2 separate regions of the Mus musculus genome follow, and region 2 is linked to region 1. Evidence: chromatin contacts called from public promoter capture Hi-C data. All regions are on one chromosome and are shown on one strand. The core of a region is the stretch at or near the end of the contact, and the rest is flanking DNA. Distances in the headings are between cores, read along the strand shown. Region 1 holds the start of Fibin (fin bud initiation factor homolog (zebrafish)). Region 2 has its middle 72 kb from the start of Slc5a12.

Region 1 (4,447 bases), core at 763-3,262:
TCACTAACACAGAATGAGTGCATAGGAGATATGGACCTTTGTCACACATTTCCAATGGAGTCTATGAAAAATGAGAGAAATTTAAGATTTTTCCATCAGAAGAGTGGAAATCAAATGTATAATTCTTGTACAGGCTAGATCCCACTACCCCTTACTAGGATGGTGTATGTGAGCAGACAGGGTAAGATACTCAAAAATACAGCACCTTCTCCCTCTGTTTTTCTTTTTAAAATCTCATCCTTATCATATACTCTGATAAACTGGCTTCAATCCTATCTCCCCTCTCCTTTGCACTAGTCCCTCTCTGAAATATGAGAGTTATGACTGTAAACTAGAAAAAAAGCCAGTATTATATGAAAACATTTATTGGCTGAGTAATAAAATGTACATAAGGGATTTCTATAGTTAGACCCTCCCTCTGGAAATATAAGTTTTCAATAAACAAAAGGAAGCAATGCTATCTGAGTCCAAGAAGAAAAAAACATGCTGACAACTTAAATCATAGACACTTGAGTGTTAAGCAATCTGTTTCTTTGATGGTGAAGTGAAAGACACATCATGAGTGGGCAACCACCCTAAAGTTTTGCTATCTTAAATGTTGCATCTTCAACTTACACAAACCCACAATGGAACTTTGAACATCTTACTGGTGGTGATTTGCATGCAAATTCTCAATAACACTCTTACAACAAAACAGAAACAACTAAGAACATGGTAAATAAATAAGAGCGAAAGGAGAATCAATGAACTTCCTTGTCTGGCAGGCATGCCACACACCTGGGACCTCATCTGAAAATCAGGCATCTCAGCCTTCAGAGACCAAAGAGAAGCCTGCTGATGCAAAGGAGCCACGCACCTCGTCCCCCGCCAGGATGTGGAAGTTTAATCAGTCTTTCCACACAAATGCATCCTTTAGATGGAGTCGAAAGAAGAGATTCTGTTAGAGCAATAAAACCCTTTAGGAAATAACCCAGGGGTTAGTTTAAAATTGCTTTTTTTTGCAAGTGAAAAATCCTTAATAATAACATAAATAATGCACAAAACCAAACTAAAATCAGAATAACTCAACTTATTAAAATTTTTCTTTCTTTTCGAAAGATGACTTCAGACGTGTTCTGAAAGTGCAAATTTGGATAAAATGAAGCAGTTACAATGGAAATATTAGCCTGTCTTCTGTGCCCCACCCTCCAGATAGTCGCTTTTCAGTCGACCTAAGCGGGTCCCATGGCTCCTGATGGTATGTGCCAGCAGCTCGTATTTGTCTCTGAGCCCCACAGAGATGTCCAGTGTCTCCTTCAGCAAGGACCTGGTGTGGACCAGCATCCCCAGGAAGTCCTCATTGAGTCTGCTTTCCTGCCGGCTATCCTGCTCTTGGCCCTGCTTGAACTTGCTTTCCAGCTCAGTGAGGGACTTGTCAGAGTTGGAGTAGGCATCCCCGATCTGGTGGGACTCCCGCCTCAGGTACTTGCCATAGCTCTCTTCCCCATCCAGGTCGTAGGAGATGCTCTTGCTGATGCCCTCCAGGACGCGTCCAGCATCCTCCACCTGGCGGCCCAGTACTGTGAACTCCTCTCGAAGAGTGAGGCTCAGCAAGCTACTGGCTTGGCCCCCTTCCCCCTGGGAGCAGCGCCTGCGATCACTCACCCTGAAGAGCAGCTGGCATTTCTCGGGGTCATCATTCTCCTCATAGTCTCCATCAGGCACGAAGTAATGATGCAAAGTCCCATTAGACATTTCTGGGTACAGGGGGCCATCAAAGTAGCCTCGACACAGGTGGCAAAAGAAACCCATCCAGATCAACTTCGGGAACACCATTCTGGATATTCGGGAGAAGCGTTTTAGTCCAGGAACAAGGAAAAAGGTTCCCCCGGGTGTCAGCGGCTTCGGGAGAAGGCGCCCTCCTCAGGCGCAGCTCGCTTGCCGCTCTCTGATCCTGGTTCCTCCACAGGCTTCATGTGGCTCTACGCAGCAGCGGTGTGCACCACGCTCCTCAGCGTCCCTGATCCTCTCTCTACTGAGAGGCTGGACCTTTGCTGTTTTAGCAGGATAGCCCGACCCACCGACTGGGGACCTGCTGCTCCAGGCGCTGGCTTTGCGGTCACCTTCGGAGTTCCCTCTGGCTCCAGGGAGACGGAGCTAGTAGCTAAGGGAAGCTGTTCTGACACTGTTTCAACCCCTGGACTGGGTGGGAATGCAGCGTTTTCTTTCCCCTTGGCTAAAGATATCCTGAGGATTGCAGGACTCTCAAATTACAGCTAGTTTCGTCACTTGGAAGCCAAGGAACAAATTTGGAAAGAAAGCTTTCACCAGTTCCTTTATTAAAGGTACAGGGTCTCCTTTTTTCAATCTTGAAAAAGGAGACCCTGTACAATAAGACGTATCTTGAATGGGGATAGTAGAGGATAATTATAAACATAAAATCCAGCTGCTATTAGCATATTTAGGAAAGAGGTGATTGCTTCAGAGAAATGGCATTTCAGACATTTAAATACCAGATGAGAAATGTATTTTTTTTTACTCATTTTCAAAACGTTATTTTTTAAATAAAAAATTTGAAGTATTGGAAATAGTTTTGTTTGGAAATGGTTTAAAGGTTATTAAAATCAATACTTTTGAAACAAAATGAATATAGATAACCGATTTTTTATATTCATAGTGCATAGTTACTAATAAAAATAAAAATAAAAGTTTCCAGTTTAATCAATAAGAGGACAACTGGGACCTCTGTGTAATCTATTAGATAACGTTCCAGTGAGCCTTACTGAGTCTTTTGTGTAGTATTTGACTGCTGGGGTCTCCTGTCAGTTACTTATGAGGTTGGAATATTTATCTACAGTTAGAACGTTAAGCAAATTGACACGATCTCATAGATTGTATTCAACCATTAAGGTACAAAGATTTAAATTTAAGTTAAAAAAACCGTACTGCTTTGAAAGAAAATATTTTTATTTTAATTAATTCACAAATAGTGACATTACCACAGCTGGTTTAAAAAAGCCACCCAAACACGAGTCCAGCTGCCAGTTCCATAGCCTCTCCATAAATACACATGTCCTCAGAACACCATGTTCCATAGCTATTCCAAAGCAACGAAGCTCCTGCTAGTGTTTAAGTTGTGGATTCAGGCAGTACACATTCTCTGCCAATGCTTTTCCTGTTTATATATTCATATAACTTGTCCATCCCAGCTAATTTCTTCAACTTGTACTTCTTGATTGAACTAACCCATTTCTAAGTCTATACTGTATCAGCAGCACATGGAAACCTTTATAGAGTTTATCTCCTAGATTCTGGGCATATTTCCCAAACTGTTTTGTACCTTAAGAGCAAGGGCCCCCAGATTGCTGCTGAGCTTGCCGAGTTTCTCTAGGCTTCTGGTAAGTGATGCCAAGGTTTTATAGGCTAGGAGCTACCATAGTCACTAAAGATCCAATGATGGAGTAACACAATACATGCCCCACACGGGAGCTTACAGCCACCCTGGACACAGTGGCTGCCATGTGGTCCATCAGCCCTGTTTTTGGAAACAACAGCGATGTTTCTGTTGTTCTGAATTCTAGGTAATAGAGCTGCTGTTGCCAGATGAGCGTCAGTGCTGACCTGGGTGCAGCTCTCCTCTGAAGGATCCTGATGGACGTCAAGACCCCTTAAGACTTGTGATTTCAGCTTCCATGTGGTATCCTAAGAGCCGTTCTTGTGCCTAGAAATATGAAACAGGAAAAAGAGCACTAAATTTAAAAACAAATAAAACCCCCCAAGCCCTCTTTTTCCCAAAAGAGGCCATTTTTAGGTTTTAATTTATGAATTGATTGTCATAAATGGCCATTTGATAGGCCATCCATTTAATCAAATATTTATTGAACATTTATTATTCATCAAGTTCCGTTTCTGGTATTGAGAATACAACAATGAACATAACTAGAAACAAACCATGGCTTTCCTAGAGCTTTCAATCTGGGAAGTGCAGGGCGAATTGAAGTAAAAGTAAATAAACATATGTTGTATATTGAATAATTTCAGGATCGTGGAGAAAAGAAACAGGGAATTAAGTGGAAAGAATATGTAAGCAGGAAGATTCTGTTTCCAGAGATGCTTGCTATTTCTGCCTTGAAATGTAACCGAGCTACTCACAATGAGTATTCACTGTTCTGAGTCTCCCTCTGCAGCACAAAGGACAGCTTTCATTCAGATGCACACAGCCCTGTTGTCAGACTTGTCTTTACTCTTCCAGTCGCAGGCAATCCAGACTCCTGGAAGACAATGAAGAGCCATTTGACTAACTAGTGATTCTGCGTGTGAAATCACACACACAGACTTTTTGAAGCATGCTCATGATGGCCTTACTCCTTCGGTTTTCTCTAGACACGCAACATCGAGAAAACATAGACCAAAGCAAGGTTTCCCTAGTGCTTATGTCAGGTATCCCTTAAAGAAGGCACAAACTTCT
Region 2 (4,321 bases), core at 118-2,617, 160 kb after region 1:
ATTATATATACACATATATGTTTTAAGTGGTTTTACTTTTACTCTCTATTGATAAATGCATGCATTTGTATGCATGTGTTTTGGGTAGAATATATTTTTTGTTCATCTATAATTGCAACATGCTAATAAAGCAAAGGGAGAATAAAGCATCAACCCAGAGGGTATTTATAAACAAATGTGCTGCTGTTACTTTCAGTGACATTAGCTGGGCACTTGGACATGGTGACTTGAGACCTTTCTCTTTGTGATGAGAAACACAGCTGCTGCTGCTCACACATGAACACTGCTAAGCTGCAGATTATGTTTTCCTATTTTCCCTTCTCTTCAAAACTTTCCAGAGCCTAGAGAAAACAAAACACCATGAATTATTAGCACATGGAAGAATTACTAGGGGGAAAGACCATTTTGAAGCTCCATTTTTTAAATAAATAATTTGTTTCCTGCTCCCATCAAAATGTTCAAAATACCCGTGATTTACTGAGGAAAGTCCCAGATTTATTTCCCATGGAATGACAGATACGTTTTCCAGATGTGGTGTTTGTGCGGCTGGGTTATTTATCACAGGTGTCGGGCCTTTTCCTCTCTGTTCAGCTCATTGTGGAAACAGAAGTGACACAGGAAGCTCATTCTCAGTGGAAATGTGCTAGAAGCTTCCAATGGTTGACATGTAACGCTAACGTGGATCATATGCGATGGATTTTGTTAACATAGCTTTTTTTAAATAGAAAAATGACTTATTTTTCATTTTAATTTCAGGTAGCGTATGACAAAAGTTTAAATAAGATACGATAGAAATATGTTGATACTCAGATATTAACTTTATAATTATTCAAAGTATTGATGAAATCTTAATATATCTATTATTTCCAACATGTCTCTTTCTTTGTTGAAAGAGAAGGTTCTGTGCTCTACTTTAAATTTTATTTTGGATGTGTTGTTACTATTTCTCATAGTTTGTCAACATTAACCACAATAAAATTTTCTATATTTAGAAAATATTTACTGTTTGAGAACTACAACTTCTTAGTACCATTTCCTAATAAAAAAGGAGATTATTTTAAGTAGTGGTCATTCTGTTATACTGGAAATCAAGCCTACGACTATTTGATTCCAACTCAATCATTATATTACACTGTTGTTTTTATCCCAGGAACAATGCTTCCTGGGATAGAGAATATATAGTTCTAAGGAAACATTCAATGTAAGTTCAAAGCACACATTTGTTCATTCTGGTTCGTTCTTCTGGGTCCTGCAGTCTCTTGTGTTCATTGTGCTTGATAATCCTTTAGATATGCATAGATCAAAGAAGAAAAACATCATAAAGGTGGCTTTGTTTGACAAAGTAAAGCATCACCCTAGAAATAAGTGAAAAGGAGTTTCATCCTATAAGCCTATAATTGTGTGTGTGTGTGTGTGTGTGAGAGAGAGAGAGAGAGAGAAAGAGAGAGACAGACAGACAGATAGACAACAGACAGAGACAGAGAGAGACAACAGACAGACAGAGACAGAGAGAGATAGAGAGAGACAGAGAGAGGGACAGAGACAGATTACAGAAGCAAGTTACTGCTTTCAGCTTCACTGTGATTTGGGAGATGTTAACTCAGGTCCATATGCTTGTGTGATAAATGGTTTACACATAGTGTAGTTTCCTCAGTCCCATAACAAGTTTTGTTTTGCTTCTACTTTTCTGTATATTAGGGGAAGTCCACTAGAATTAAATCAATCAAAACTATTGAATGAACAGCATCTTTACCTAATATTTTCTAAATATTTAAATATATTACTCTAACAGTTAAATAATTTGGTAACAAAAATAACCATAGAGAGTGTACTTATAGATTTACACAATGCTTTTAGAAAGCATTAGATAATTCAGTGCTTCATATAGCAGTTTTTGTTTTATAATCTAAGTGTGAACACTTAGAACATCCAACAATTTATTGAGTAAATAGACCATGAACTGGTTAAGTTCTACTTCGTACATATAGATCCCACAGCTGAAAGGTGTCTTTATTTGTGCTCCTTGAGGGACTTCACAGACCCCCAAAATAACTAGATATCTACACAGAATTTTATAGTATAAGTCAACACATATGGTAGGATTTTTCCTTGTAAAAGTTACTGTAAATGCTCTCTAAATCTAGACTGCTAGATCCACTCTTATCCACTGTTATTCTTGCTTGTCCTGTGTCAAAATGAAACTCATTTCCATGAGAAATGACAAAAGTTTGTTAATATTATATTTCTTGTCATTATGAAAATGTGTTTTATTTTCTTGTTTTTCTTCATTCTTTATTCCTCATTTGACAGATGAGAGTAAACTTATATCTCTAGGAGGTAACTCTAGGAAAAAATGTAGATGTTCATGCATACATTATAGAAGAGAATAATTCTTGAAAACAAGATTTTAGACCATAAGAAATCTCTACCATAAAATTTCCATTAACATTTCAAAATATTTGCACTTCATGGACTGTAAGAGAGAAACATTAGGGCAATCTCATGTTCCATACCTTGCTTGGGTGAGAGTGCCTCTTACTGCTGACAAGAAGATACTGCAAAATATCCTGGGATAATAATTCTGAGGTTACTACTGTGTGTGTGTGTGTGTATACCCTAAATATGTATCTAAATAAGTGGATATCTTGTTACTTGTAGGAGAGACTTTTGTTTTGCTTTTTTCCCCTTTGGCTTGAGGAAGTTAATTTCCAGGTTCTGAACTGCCTATTGAAGGAGCCAGGTGGTGAGACACAGGAAGTACAGGGCTTAAGAGAGTCTTCTCTAGCCATAGTCAACAACTGGGAGGGAGCCTATGCCCCACAGCTGCAAAGACACAAATTGTGCCAACCACTTGAGGAGCTTGGAAATGGCTCTAAGCAGAGCTGGGACTTTTGAGTCATTGAACTGCAAGATAATGAGTGCTTTAAATAATTCAGTTTGTGGTAATTTGTTACACAGCATTAGAAAACCAATAGAAGCCTTGACCATAAATTAGCTTCTACTAATTCATGTTTGTAATTGGTGGGTGCAAATTCTAATGGAGACCTTGTTGATAATGGAGGGGTTCCTTAACCAGAGTAATTTTCTCAGTCATATGAATTGAAATTACAAGGAGTTTCTTGAGTCAAGGGAAGCTACATTGAGGTTTTCTTTGTGTTTGTTTGTTTGTTTTTGTTTTTTTCGAGACAGTTTTCTCTGTATATCCCTGGCTGTCCTGGAACTCACTCTGTAGACCAGGCTGGCCTCGAACTCAGAAATCCATCTGCCTCTGCCTCCCAAGTGCTGGGATTAAAGGCGTGAGCCACCACTGCCCAGCTACATTGAGTTTTTTAAGTAAAGAAAGAAATATCTTTTATTATATAATTTGTGAATATGGTGATGTGTATACATTTAAATTCATAGTACATTCAGAAAACAGTTAAGTCTTTCACAAAATAATTTTCAAATTTATACTATGTAGAAAAGTCTGATTTTGATTCAGAAAAACATGAATACTTTCCCATTTTGAAACATCAGTATTGTGAAAAGGGGGTTGAGATAGCTCAGCAGGTATGACTGCCTGCTACCAAGCACGAAGACCTGTATTTGATTCCTGGAACCCAAGCAGTAGAAGAAAACAATTGCCTGACCCCCTCCCCCTCCCCAGTCACATTATCCTTTAACTTTCACTTGCAAATCATAGTGTGCAGGCAAGCAGGCAGGCAGGCAGGTAGGCAGGTAGGCACACATACACGCATGTGGACACACACACAAAGAAACACAAATTAATACCTTTACTTTGATTAAGATATTTCTATGTTGAATTATAAAGAGTTTGTAACTTTTGAACTAATTCATAGAGGTAGAGGATCCGTAACTTTTAAACTTAAAATGATAAATTTCTCATTTTGAGGTCCACTGTTTGGACAGCTTTCACTATGTAATAATCCTATGTTTCTCTCCATGATTTTTCACATTGAAGATGACACAGAGACAGTAAAATTTGCTTGTGTGGGGAGAAGGGGCAAGACAGGAAGTCTTGAGCTAAGTCAAGGCAAAGAAATTTCCAGGCATTTTAATTCAGGATTTTAATAGAACATCCCTGCTATTATCCCACTAGTGTCAAAAGTTTTGTGCTCACAAAAGAGTATTCTATTTATCAGAACTTTTGAAACCCCTCTTCCAGCTTTAACCCACCATTTTCCCTTCTCTACCCTGGATCCCCAACCGGTTTCCCTGCTATCCTCTGTTCCTCTGATGCTCAGGTCACTATATGATCTCTTGAAAGTTCTGTTGCAGCGCCAATCCCATTGTCCTCTCATCGGTCTCTTTTCCTCACCTT

The links. Promoter capture Hi-C pulls out the DNA fragments that hold promoters and counts their contacts.
Region 2: a promoter capture Hi-C map of cranial neural crest shows a contact between it and region 1. The contact joins the enhancer-like site here to the promoter of Fibin in region 1. A contact is called at or near these places in 4 of 39 promoter capture datasets (cranial neural crest, embryonic stem cells, epiblast stem cells and 1 more), 2 of 115 datasets of contacts at active chromatin or transcription factors (embryonic fibroblasts and embryonic limb bud) and 1 of 9 other capture datasets (adipose tissue).

Annotation. Positions count from the first base shown.
Region 1 is chr2:110,360,981-110,365,427 of GRCm38.p6, forward strand. It overlaps Fibin (fin bud initiation factor homolog (zebrafish)), which reads right to left and starts at 2,013. Exons shown (of 1, transcript NM_026271.1): 1 at 1-2,013. The coding sequence starts at 1,815. The coding sequence ends at 1,162. All of the region lies in intron 2 of Gm30319 (a long non-coding RNA gene), which reads left to right.
Region 2 is chr2:110,523,089-110,527,409 of GRCm38.p6, forward strand. No RefSeq gene overlaps it. Among named protein-coding and RNA genes, the nearest start is that of Slc5a12, 72 kb to the right of the region's middle. Within about 2 kb of position 1,368, at least 5 of the 459 cell types and tissues checked have an H3K27ac peak or open chromatin away from gene starts, as enhancers often do. A contact at or near this core is called in second pharyngeal arch cranial neural crest, where this site is marked.